2 separate regions of the Mus musculus genome follow, and region 1 is linked to region 2. Evidence: chromatin contacts called from public ChIA-PET data. All regions are on one chromosome and are shown on one strand. The core of a region is the stretch at or near the end of the contact, and the rest is flanking DNA. Distances in the headings are between cores, read along the strand shown.

Region 1 (6,528 bases), core at 882-3,381, 390 kb after region 2:
TCAGATATTTAAATGCACATGTCTCTAAAGATTGGTATAAAAGAAATAATTAACATCCAAAGTATCTATGACTCTTAAATCACAAAACTACTACTAAATGTTAAATATTGGGCTAAAATACAGAGCACATTTCATCTTTTAATGAAGAGAATTCTTTCTGTAAATTACTAGAACTCTTAAGGAGTTGGAACAAGTACTATCCAAAGTAGACGAGGAGCCACAGAGTATGGTACAGGAACACTGGGGTGAGCTTGTGATTGCACTAAGCCTGGTCTCTGCTCAGTGACTGTATTGTGTTCAGGTCTAAACCCACAAGGGCATCCTACAAAAAAAAAGGGTAGATTTAATATAGCTTCATCACATGTGTAAAAGCAAAACAATTGGGGGGGCATATTCATTAAATGAAATATAAAAACTCTAACTTGCTCATTGAAAACTAAGTACTTGTAGAGGAAACAAAGACACTTTATTTTCTTATTCTGCAGGAGTATTTCTAATATAATAAGACACCGAGACTGTGTTTAGCTCAAAGTCTATATGGTTGACTCCAAAGTTCAAAATTGCTTTGTTAGATGTAAGCCTTTGTCCCTGGACGGACAGGCTTCTGTCTCTTAGGAAAGAAAATTAAGTTGTATTTTCTATGTGGTGGTTCCTGAATGCAGAATTTTAGATCCGCTTTAATAAAACACGTGGCTGTGTAAGATTTTATGTTAGTAACGGTGATGGAAAGAACATTGATTTATTATTATTATTATTATCATTATTATTATTATAGAAAATTTATGATCACAAATTCAGCATCTATCAAAGAGTTTGGCCACAGTGCACCAAAAAAGCCTCCACCTACTGGGCAATGTTACGACAGGGCAAGATAAAAGCAAAGCTGGTTCCCTTCTTCCCATCACAACAAAAAGGTCGATAAAGCACACACTTGATATCAAACAGAGCTTCCTGCTGGCTTCAGTTACCTGGGAGTCTGGAGCCTGTGGTTTGAGTAATGTTCTGTCCACAATGCCGGGCAGCAGAAGCATAGAGAGAATGTCGGGCTTCCAGCCGGCTGAGCGAGCGCCTAACAACTTCAGACTCATTCTTTATTCTCCATCAGAAACGATAGCAAATGTGTTAAAAGGAAAAAAAAAAGTATTCACCGATCTTCTGATGTTGCCTTTTTTGGTGCTAGGAATTGTGTAACAGAGGTGATCCAGACGAGGTGATCCGCCCTTGAGCTACCTTCCAGGGTCATGTAAGTTTGCAAAAGAACCGAAAAGGAAGAGTTTTGCATAGTTCCTCTTGAAAACAAATGGTTTTTGTTTGTTTGTTTTATGTTTGTTTGTTTGTTATTGTGGAAAATTCCTGAAGAAATAAGATAGAGGTTGCTGGGGTGGGCACTGCAGATGACCAGGTGAAAACAGGACCAAACAGAGTACACATGTGCAGCATAAGTGCAAACATTGTAACTTTTATCTCTTTGATCCTGAGAAATTTTGTCAAAGTAATGACGTTAATATTTTTAAACTCTATATTTTGGTATGCAATAGGACATTTATCCTAGAGTCCATAAGAATGATTTTTTTAAATATGAATGCTTATATCAGTACTAAAGAGGACTCTGCTTGAATCCTCAGGTACTTACCTCATTTTCAAGTGTATCAATTAAAAAGATTACATAATAGGTGCTCTGAGTGGACACATAATTTTCTCACCATTTCTAAACATTCCTACCAAAAGTATAACGTTTAGCTGCCACCCAAACGGTGGAAATGCATATGTACATCTGCGACTTACAAACTGTGTTTTGAGAAACGCTTGTGAGGGAATGCTGCAGCTGCTGATAGGTTGACCTTTAGATTAAAGGAAGGAGAAGACAAACAAAATTCTGGCATGACTGAAACAGAGTGGTAGAAGCCCCGGAGAAGGACCACCAGGGGGCAGCATCCTCAAGCGGTTGTGATGGGGTGAGGCGCCCCCCCCCCCCCCCGCAAGGTTGTTGGTTAGCTCCAGCTATTTAGAACCAGAACCGTTTTCTGATTTCCAAGTTAAAACCCCTAAGTACAAAAACATGTGTCCCCACCCCCAATGTGAAACGGACGAAATTCAAAAGCAAAAATAATACTTTATGCAGCTCAGCATGTACCCTACATCGTTCTGAGCGATGTACATGGATCAAGCAGCTGCCATGACAACCTTTGCAGTGTAAACACTGTTGCTAGTACATTAAAATCACGTGTGCATTTATATGATGCATTGTCTATGATTTTTAATTGAAATTTACAAATGAGGAAACCGGGACACAGAAGTTTATCACGTGCTCATGCCATACAAATACCAAATACCAAGTACCAGAGCTGAGATTCGGACCAAAAGCTCTGGCCCAGAGATCAGATCTGAGACTGAGCCAACAGACTGAGGCTCTCAAGGCAGTGTTTCCTTGTTGGCGCACTATCAAGTTCAGCTACCAGCGCAAGGTCCAACTTATGGCCTTGTCTGGAACACAGCTTCTGTGTGCTGAATCTCTTGAAAACACTTCCCCCGAAAGTTTTACCCCAACAATGCTGCTTTCTTCGTAATCGTGGCTAAATTCTCAGCTCTGGCCAACCAGCATTGAGTATCCAGCAAGGATTTTACTTTAGTAGTTCTGGTATCTTGTTCATCACAGATGGTTCTTCATCCCCAGCTAACCAAAACTACAGATCCTTCACACAAAATGTCCTGTAGAGTCTTTTCTTCCCGCTGACACTGCACAAGCTAGGCCTCCAGGTTTTTTTTTTTTTTTTACTGTTTGCAGCAAGCTCTTACAGAAGTGACTCAATGGCTTTTCTAGCCCCAAGTTTCACAGAACAGTTCATCCTCAAAAGCAGTGAGGACAGGAACTCAAACAGGGCAGGAGTTCATTCAGGGCAGGAGCTGATACAGAGCATGGAGGGGTGCGGCTTACTGGCTTGCTCCTCATGGCTTGCTCAGCCTGCTTTCTTGTAGGAGGCCAGGGATGGTGCCACCTACAGTGGCTGGGCCCGGCTCCATTGGTCACTAATTGAGAAAATGCCTTACAGCTGGATCTTAAGAGTCATTGTCTCAAGTGAGGCTCCCTCCTCTCTGATTCCTCTAGCTTGGGTCAAGTTGACATAAAACCAGCCAACATTTGGGTCTGACCTGCTTCAGGGATGTCTTAGTTACCTTTGTATTGTTGAAAAGGGATCATGACCAAATGTTTTCTCTTAGAAAAGAAGACATTTCACTGGGTGCTGGCTTACAGCTTCAGAGGATTGGTCTTTTGTCACCATGGCAGGGAGCATGGCAGCAGGCAGGCAAGCAGGCAGCTTTACATCCTGTTCCACGGGCATCAAGAAGACAGAGGGAGAGACACAGGGCCCAGTGTAGGCTTTTGCAGTCTCAAAGTCCACTCTCAGTAAGACAACACCTCCTAATCCCCCTAAGCCTTCTCGGTTTCATAACCTGGTGACTAAGAATTGAAATTTGGAAGCCCGCGAGAGCCATTTTCGTGTAAATCACCATAAGGAGAGATGGGTATCAAACATGAGAGGGGTCACCGTGCTTCTGCGGTTTTCTCAGATACCACAAGCTTGCACATCTCAGATCTCCAAGCTCCACATGGAGGGAGACCATGTTTGAGGATAGTATATCTATCTAAGGCAGTATAACATCTAAGACAGATATATCTAATATATGTATAATATATATCTAACATAGATAATATATGTATAATATCTAAGATAGGTATAACACCTAAGGCATCTGGGACTGAAATAAAAAATTTAGTAAGGGAGACTTGATTTTTGTGTTTTAGAAATGGAGAAAGGATGGATCCTATTTGAATGCTGAGCCAAAGTACACCTCTAGCAAGTGAGATTAGCCTTGGACATGTTTTTAAATAGTAGCATGAAAGATTAGAAACATGACCACCTTTAAGTTCACAGATGCTAGCGGGGAGGGAAAGCAAGCCTACATTTTGGAGTGTGTATTAGGAACAACATGTTTTGAAAAGTTAGCAAAGGCAAGTGAGGAGAGCAAGATGACACTAAAGAAAACTAGCATTCATCAAGACCATTACAGAGATGACAACTGCTTGCTGGTTAATGTTCATCTGGCTCAGACCAGCAGGTGCACATGTGTGGGTGCCAGAGGTCAACCTCCCACCATGACTCACTCTTGCTCCTGCATAGACCCCTATTATTGTCAATGAGAGAAACAGCTCGCCTCAACAAGATAAGAGATAGTTTATTCTAGAGCCAGTTATGAGTGACTATGGCTCAGGAACACAGATTTTACTTTCTCCAAATACCACGTTCCAACGAGGTAGCAATTTCGTGCTTTTCCAGAAATAGGGAACCCCAAATTAAGGTACTTTTTAAATGTATTAGTGCAAACATTTGATAAGCAGGTTACAACAAAGAGGTGGACTTTTTGGAATACCTTAGATGCTATCCAGTGATGCTACTAGCTTTTGGGTTGGTAGAAGCCAATAGTCTGTAAGTTCATTCATTCAAGGTTCTACCTTGAAGTCACAAGGACAGGAACAGAAAAAACAAAACAAAAAGAAGACAAAACAAAAAACAAAAAACAAAACAAACAGACAGGAACAGAAAAAAACAAAACAAAAAAAGACAAACAAACAAAAAAACAAAAAAACCCCACATCAGCGGGAGGTCTGAAGATGACTCAAGATAAAGTTTAATTAGGGTCTGAACCTGCAACACACTGCTGGATTCACAGTCTCCAAATTTCTAAAGTTAACCAGCCTCGCTGAAGGGTCAGTGAAAGGTGGTTTCCTTCACAGCAAGCAACAGGATGTGTTTGTTTAAACAGCTGAGACTTAGACTTACTTAATGCCAGGAATCTGCTCTGCGCTCACTCAGAGCATGGTGATAGTGGTGTGGTTTAGAGCCTGACCTTAAACTTAGAGATCTGGGAGTTTCGGAGAAACTGAAAACAGACACGTTAGTGACTAAAGAGAAAGGTGAAGATATGGACAAGTGAACAAAAACGCCCAGAATTCAAGGTCAGACAGTGGGACCGGGAGATAGGGATGGTTTCAAAACTAAACTCGTAGGGCATTCAGAGGGACAGGAAGAACTCGGTGCAGGAGAGGAGAGCACAAATGCTTCAACAAATGCTGAGTGTGTGTGATTACTGAAGGAGCTTCCGTCTCTCTGTTAAGCACCCACCTAGCATGTAGAAATAAGCCTAATCTGCATGAAAAGAGGTTACTGCACTCAAGAATGCCACTTCTGATGGGAAAGGTTGCTGGGAATTAAGGAGCATTATCCATGCTAGTCAGGGGACTTTCTTCCACAGGATACATTTAGTTCCAGATTAGACATGGAATTTTCAAAATTAATTATGGAGAGAGAGAGTTCCTGACTGAGACCTTTGCCTGTTTCTCCTGTCCCTTTATGACTTTGATAATTAGTTTATTTTGAAAGGTTTCCTTCTTTCTTTCTCTCTCTCTTTCTTTCTCTTTCTTTCTTTCTTTCTTTCTTTCTTCCTCTCTCTCTCTTTCTTTCTTTTCTTCCCCCCTCTCTCTTTCCTTTCTTCCGTTTTTTCAAGACAGGATTTCTCTGTATAACCCTGGCTGTCCTGGAACTCACTCTGTAGACCAGGCTGGCCTCAAACTCAGAAATCTGTCTGCTTCTACCTCCCAAGTGCTGGGATTAAAGGCGTGTGCCACCACCGCCCTGCTTGAAAAGTTTCTTTAATGACTTGAACTTGATTTTGCTTCTCTGGGACTTTGCTTCATCATCTATCTATGAAGACAGGCAATAATAGTGGGTGGCTTTCAACATCCCCCCACAGTAAGACCGACTCAGTTAGTACCACAGAACATTACAAGGTAAGCTGACCACATAAGTTATAGAAGGGCATATAGGATCTATAGAAAAGTTGGCGATGTGTGATCTCTTTCCACAGGTCAATGTTGTATGTGTCTATGAAGTATATGTGGGTAGACATTCGTCTTTGTGCATGTATGGTGTGTGGTGTATGCCCCTGCATGCATGCACCTGTATCCATGTATGAACCTGCATGCATGTACCTGTGTTGTGTATGCACCTGAATGTATGTGGCAGCCAGAGGTGAGTATTATGGTGTCTTCCTCTGCTGTTTTCTATTTTACTTTTTGAGACAGGGTCTGTCATTGAACATGGCGCTCATTTATTGAGCCAGACTGACTAGGCAGCAAGCCCCCAGGATTGTCTCTCATTCACTTTTCCCTTTCAGGGGTGGGGGAATGCGAATGTGCACAGTTGTTGTTCCTGGTCAGCGGTTACATGTTCAGCGGGGACTTAACTCAGGTCTCCATGCTTGCCAGCAAGCACATTACCCACTGTCTTAGTCAGGGTTTCTATTCCTGGACAAAACATCATAACCACGAAGCAAATCAGGGAGGAAAGGGTTTATTTAGCTTACACTTCCATATTGCTGTTCATCACCAGGGAAATCAGGACTGGAACGCAAGCAGGTCAGGAAGCAGGAGCTGATGCTGAGGCCATGGAGGGATGTTCCTTACTGGCT
Region 2 (6,528 bases), core at 1,013-3,512:
GGTTAGAATCAAGTATGTCACCAAGGTGGCTTCCTGGGGAGTGGAAGGAGTAGAACTGACTGTCCCTTTGGGCCCTAACAAGTGAAATCGCCTTCCATTGGTTTGGGACGGAAACTCATGGTTGGAGGACAGGAAATGGGCTTCGTGTCACTTTGGCCTGTCATTTAGATGGCCTTGGCTCTAAGCTTCACTCCCAAGCCCTACCGGATGTCTGATGCAGAAGTTCAGAGCCTTTGGGTCTGAATTTCAGTATATATTAAGGCCAAGATCCTCTTACTCTAAGAAGACTGGGATACTCCCCTCCCCCACAGTGCTGAAGTCCTGGTATTGTGTTTGTGAAGCATCCTACATGGAAGGAAGATAAACACCTCGGGGTGGGAAGCATTAACATTACAGCTTTTTCATATGCTGCCATCTAAGGTCAGCTTAATTTTTTTATGACTGGAGCTGGTATTAGTCTGCTCTTCCCAGAGATCTTGACTGGTTTATTTCTTGCCATCTAGTGGAAGGCACCCTTGTACTGAATTTCTCTCTATAACCAAGGTGAGGACCCTAGCCCATCAACTAATGAAGGTCATTGACAAAGACTAAGGTCCTTTTTGGTGGGGTTGGAAGGGGAAGGAGTTGTTGCTTTGACTATTTGAGGCAGACTTTCACAGAGTAGCTCTGCTCACCTTCTAAATGAGGAATTAGCAGGGAGAACAACTTCTTGTTCTAGGCTAGCTAGGTGCCAGGAACCCTCTGTCAGATTCAGGGAAGTTCCCAGGTCTCTATCTGCCTTTGTGCTTTCAAAGCTGGGGTTTAGTGACACCCCAGTTGATTCCTTGGATGGTTAGCCCAGAACTACATCCACCAGGACTCACTGTAAGATCATTATCAGGAGACCCTCAACTTGGAAATGTTGGTGACATCAAAGCAAATCTTAGTTTTAAGAGGAAAAAAAAATAACTTTACTAGAGGTTACATTCACAGCCATTACTTTCTGCAGTATAATTCATGGTTAGTCTGGTATTTTTCCAGGGCAAAGAAACTCTTCTCTAAAGTACCTAATGTGCTATGCAGAAAGGGAAATTCCTTCCCGTCCTATGAGAGATGATATTGATTAATTTTTATTTTAGTTAGCTAAATGACTTTTTTTTCTGCAACATTAAGAGGAACTTATCCTTATGTGAATTTGTTCAGATTAGAAAATAAGAAAATGTTTACCATTTTGAATCCAGGATTCCACAATTCAATACCTCTTAAAGATGAAATAACCCCATGCTTTATTTTTAAAGGGCTTTAAAAATAAAGTTTTAGAAGTTATCAATGCCTATTTGGGAAATACATGATTTTCCTCTAATATACAATCATGACAAATGAAACAGTTTTTGTAGTTTCCAGACTGACGGCCAAGTCATCCCTGAGAGTATCCATGAATAAAACATGACAGTTCCAGTGGCAGAGTCTAAACAGGTTTTCCTGACTTCTACTTCAGTTCAGGGCTGGATTAAGGTCTCTAGACTTCTGGGAGTAAAATAGATGCTGCTGGCATGGAGACAAGATGTCTATGTTTTAGATTAAGATTTAGAACTCACCTGTTTGGAATCATTTGCTGTGGGTGCCATTTTTCTGCCTTCTTAGAGGGAGTCTCACAAAGGTTGTGGGGAGGTAGCTGGAAGACAGTAAAACTGATAGGGTTGGAGGGGTGACTTAGGGACCTTTGAAGTCAAGCTCAGATCCTGGTCTGGGGTAGATCCCATTAGTCATGACTTAGGGGTTACTCAGTTGTAGTGTTCCTCTGTTTAACAGTACAGTAGGGACACTGTGACTCTAGGCACAGCCTGGGCTAGGAAGGCCAGTGTTTTGCCCAGGAACTCTTTCTAATTCACAACTTGAAACTTGGCATCAGCAGCTTATAACTTGTTTTTTTTTTTTTTAATTTGGAGAATTAACATTAGACCATATCATGTTCATCTTGTAAGCATCGAAGGACCAGTTTTGTTTTGTCTTGTTTTGTTTTGTTTAGTTTCGTCCTTCTCTAGTACTTCAGTACAGCAATCAACTTAGAATCCTAGCAAGCTGGGTGCTTCCTAACATCCAGCAAGAGAGCCCTTGTGAGCACAACCTTGGTGTACAATGCATAAGTTTAAAAGCTGAGTTGTGAGGCAGAGTTTCTCCAAGAGCAGGTGGGTGTCTTCTGGCTTTGCACACAGTACTGCAGAACCCAGTGCACAACAGCAAAACCAAAAGCATGTGAGGAAGGCAGAGAGAGCACACAGCAGTTCCCCACCTCACACAGACCACAGCAGCAGGAAGCACAGATGATCTGCAGTCCCAGCAGAACCCACCATGGGACACGGCTTTTGTAAGGGATGCTGTGGGGTAGACTCTGCCCTGGATTCCACTTGACATTGGTTCTTTGAGAGAGGGCCACGCCTAGGAGAGATAATTGAGGACATACAATGAGGTCTGCTATCCTTTGCCTAGAGTCTAGGGCTAAGATGTAAGTCTGCTTTGCCATCTTTCAAAGTAGTAAACCACAGGTCGCCTACAAGGAAGGTTTATGACGCCCAGTCTGCCTCTGGTTACTAGTGTCAACCCCATATCCGCTCCAGCTATGGGATATGGAGGAACTGCCAGACATCTGCAACTGGTTTAGACTGGGTCTGAATTCCCCCAGGAAGTAAAGTGTGTGTCTGTGTGTGTGTTAGGGGAGAGGCAAGGCACTATCACCTATCAATTACCTAATTCCTGGAAAAAAAAAAACTGAGGAAGTGGGTGGCTTGTTGTTAAGGAACTTGGAGAAGGTGTTTCTGTTTTAGTGTACAGCATTTGGTTGTAAACCATGTTAAAAAAGAAAACACACTTTCCCTTAGCAACCATGTCTGGAGCTGCACTTAAGGCAGACAAGAAAACAGCTGGTTGCAATTTCCCTCGTTTTTTGCTGGACTTCTGTGTCGTTAAATATAAAGATGGTTCTGACTCCTACGGCGGGTGGGGGGAAGAGCCTGAAGTAGCAAAGGGAGGGAGGAGTTTTTGCACAGTGACCCAGTGTGGTGCAGAAGAGGACAATTTCACCAAGACACCACACACAAGGGTACTCTGGCAGAATTATGAACGCGCTATTGTAAACACTGCCTCCTCAGCCCCACTGCCAACACTCTTGGTTCTTAAAGGTCTAGAGTTAGAGGAAAATACCAGGCAGGAAGACTCAAGCCTGGAATCGCAGCACTTAGGAGACCAGGACAGGCAATGACTACTAGTTTGAGGCTAGCCGATGCTACATAGTAATTTCCAGACTCGTCTTAACTAAACAGAGTGAATATCTGTCTTAAACAATTGACTTCAAAACAAACAATCAAAAAACATAATCCAAGAAGAGCTTATAAAACCATGTCTTTCTGATTACTATATATTTATTTCTACAAGTCCACTTAAGTGTACAATTTGATAAGTTTTGGCAAATGTAGAAATGCAAGCAACCACCATAACAAATGAAGCATTTAAATATTACATCACTCTAAAAAATGTCTACATGTCTGCTTATTGTCACCTTGCCTTACAGCAGATACCAGGAAAATTATATGGTTTGCTATGTATCTTTTAGTGACTGGCCTCCTTTATACAACATAATATTTCCATTTAAAGTTAAAACCTGTAGAATAAATCTGAAAAAAACAAGACTGTTTTAAAGCGAGGGCCCAGCAAGATGGCTTTGCAGTGAATGGCAGGGCACTTGATGCTTTTGCAGAGGACTAGGATTTAATTCCAGGACATACATGGCTGCTTACAGTCATCCATAATTTTAGTTCCAAGGAATCTGGAGCCCTCTTCTGTCTTCTCTGTGTATCAGACGTGCATGTAGTACACAGACATACATGCAAACCAAACATTCATATACATAAAATAAGTCTAAATGTTAAAATCCCAGTCTTTGAGATAGCTCAATAGATATGGGCACTTATTCCTGACCTAGTGATTCCTGGGACACAGAGAGCAGAAGGAGAGAACCAATTTCTGAAAGTTGTCCTTTGAAATCTACACTCTGAAATCCTTCTCCTTACCACACACACAATAAATAAACAAACAAATAAATGTCATAAAAATGTAAAGTTAAAGCCTGTGTTGGTGAAAACTTAGCAGGTCATTTCACTTTAGTAAAGAGCAGCTTGTTACTTTCCAGATGTCGCACTTGTTTGTTGAATGTCTGGGGCCACTTTTAGCAAAAGTTTTGTGCATGGGAGTGTCAATCTTTGCTTGATCACATCTTCACTTCTCTGAAATATTTAAGAATAAAAATGTTGGGTCATTTGACTTCATTGATCTATTTTCTTTATATATTCCCTTTTTCCTTCTTGCATTTAAAACTTTTATTGCCTTTTAAAACTCTTTAAAAGTTATATTTTATTTATTTAGTGTGTATATATGTGTTTGCAGGTGTATACTTGTCACAGCCTACATATGGAGGCCAGAAGAAATCTCTGGGAGTCAATTCTCTCCTGGTATCTCTGAGATCCAATGATTTGAATGAAACTCAAATCATTTGGCATCTTTACTTCTTAAGGTATCTCACTAGCCCTTCCCCTAGGTCCTAAAGTAATTTTTATATTCTCTTGTTTTCTAACTTATTTGTTGGGCTTTGAGACAGGATTTCATATATCCCAGACTGCCTTAGAACTTTAGTGCCTATTGAAGCTTGGCCTTGAATTATTGATCCTTCTGCCGCTATGTCTTACCATGACCACCATCACTGGCTGTAGGTGAATTTTCAGGTTTCTTCTTTTCTAGGATAGCTGTGTCAATCTGTCATGTTTCTGCCAAGGACTGTTTCTGCCAGTAAATTACATGCAGTTTTATATATAGGTAGCCCTTGATTTACATTTGACTGAACGACCATGAAAATGAAGATACAGGTTGATATCATGCCTTAGTGATCTTAATAATGAAGGAAAAATAAAACGAAAATTTCTGTGACCTTTAAAAAAAAATTGGCATAGCATTAAAAACCCTCACTGTCAAAAAATTTCTCACTTTGTATTATCCATGTGTAGGGAATTATTCAAATGATGAAACTAATACTTTAAAGTTTAAAATGATATACACATTAGAGTGTTTACTTCTTTGTAAATATTTATCTGGTCATGCATGTGAATTTCCCATGTTTCCATTATAGAAACTGAAAATGTTCAGAAGCTAAATGGCAGTGACAGTTCTACCATGTGAGAATGTGTTAATTCCATACTTAGAGATTGGGAAGTGCCAAGTTTTGTATTATTATGTGTTATGTAATATGTATGTATTTACACATTTAAAAACTTACCAGGAGTCATTTGAGCAGTGCATTCTACTTCTTAGGGTGAACTTTATTAATGTAAAATATCTTAGTTGCTTTTTTCTGTTTCTCTGATAAAACAGGGGGGAAAACAACAACTTCAGAAGCAAAGGGTTTATCTTAGTTCACAGTACAAACACCATCCCTTCCCATGAGGAAGTCAAGTCAGAAGGAGATGGAAATGGCTGGTCACATCACATCCAAATTAAGAGAAGAAGGAATGCATGTCGCTGACTGGCTGCCTGGCTCCCTTTCTCCATTTGTACAGCACAGGGAATGGTGCCGCCCACAGTGGAGGTATTTTTCCATGTCAGTCAGCAAAATCAAGATACTTTCCCAGAGACATGCCCAGAGGACCATCTCCCAAGTGAATCTAGATCCTGTTGAACTGATGACAACACCCATCGTGCAGATGAGTTAATTGTCACACCCTCTTCTCCCTGCTCCTTTACCCTTCCATAGTGTGAAACAGCAGAGTGTCTCCTCGGGGGAAGGTTTTGCTAGTGTCATCTCTTTTGGAATACTTTCATCCTTTTCATCATAAGCAGTCACCTTATGACACTTGCACCAAATTCCTCACAAAAGGTGACAATGTTAACATCCTCATGTTAGACATTTTTTTTTTTCATTTGTCTTCAATTCACATCTTTCACTTCCTACATTTTAAATTTCTAGCTTGGTAACTGTACTTTCATCTTTGTTGAGCAATTCTTTCTTTGGCTCATCCATTGTTTTTAAGGTTTCATGTAAATTTCTCAGTAACAAAGAGGAAACATCTTTAAAATGGTATATAGATGAAGTGAGTCTGACATGCCTAGCAACCAGTAGCCACTAGGATTTGGAAAAACTAATAGGGATGACTCCAATTCCTGATATATACCTGTTATTTGCCTGATGCTTCAGGGCTAACAAACTGACACTGCAGTGAGCAGCTTCTAGAATTAATGATGAATAATATGCTATCATAGTTTAGGTATGAACTATGTTGTTTGAAGACTGGCATGGTGTTTGTTTGATAACTCTGGTCTATTCATTCTAGAACTTGTTCAACAAAACAAAAACAAACACAAACCAAAACAAAACCGAACAAAGCAAAACAAAAAACAAAGTCTGGCCTGTGTTTTCTTGAAACTAATGAGATATTCAGAAATGTGTTGGCTAATTTTGGAATATCTGCAGATTCTATCAGATCCTGTTTTCTACTGCCTTTATTT

Evidence for each region. ChIA-PET counts read pairs in DNA pulled down with a chosen protein or histone mark.
Region 1: an RNA polymerase II ChIA-PET map of memory CD8 T cells shows a contact between it and region 2, with 106 read pairs. The contact joins two enhancer-like sites. A contact is called at or near these places in 2 of 484 Hi-C or Micro-C datasets (macrophages and regulatory T cells) and 4 of 115 datasets of contacts at active chromatin or transcription factors (CD8 T cells, Th17 cells, memory CD8 T cells and 1 more).

The regions. Positions count from the first base shown.
Region 1 is chr10:19,489,775-19,496,302 of GRCm38.p6, forward strand. Gm33104 (predicted gene, 33104) reads left to right here. Exons shown (of 4, transcript NR_152784.1): 2 at 1,181-1,243. Among named protein-coding and RNA genes, the nearest start is that of Gm33104, 6.3 kb to the left of the region's middle. Within about 2 kb of position 2,132, at least 26 of the 459 cell types and tissues checked have an H3K27ac peak or open chromatin away from gene starts, as enhancers often do. A contact at or near this core is called in CD8 T cells, Th17 cells, memory CD8 T cells and 1 more, where this site is marked.
Region 2 is chr10:19,102,504-19,109,031 of GRCm38.p6, forward strand. It overlaps the pseudogene Tpi-rs5. Among named protein-coding and RNA genes, the nearest start is that of 1700124M09Rik, 19 kb to the left of the region's middle. Within about 2 kb of position 2,263, at least 98 of the 459 cell types and tissues checked have an H3K27ac peak or open chromatin away from gene starts, as enhancers often do. A contact at or near this core is called in CD8 T cells, Th17 cells, memory CD8 T cells and 1 more, where this site is marked.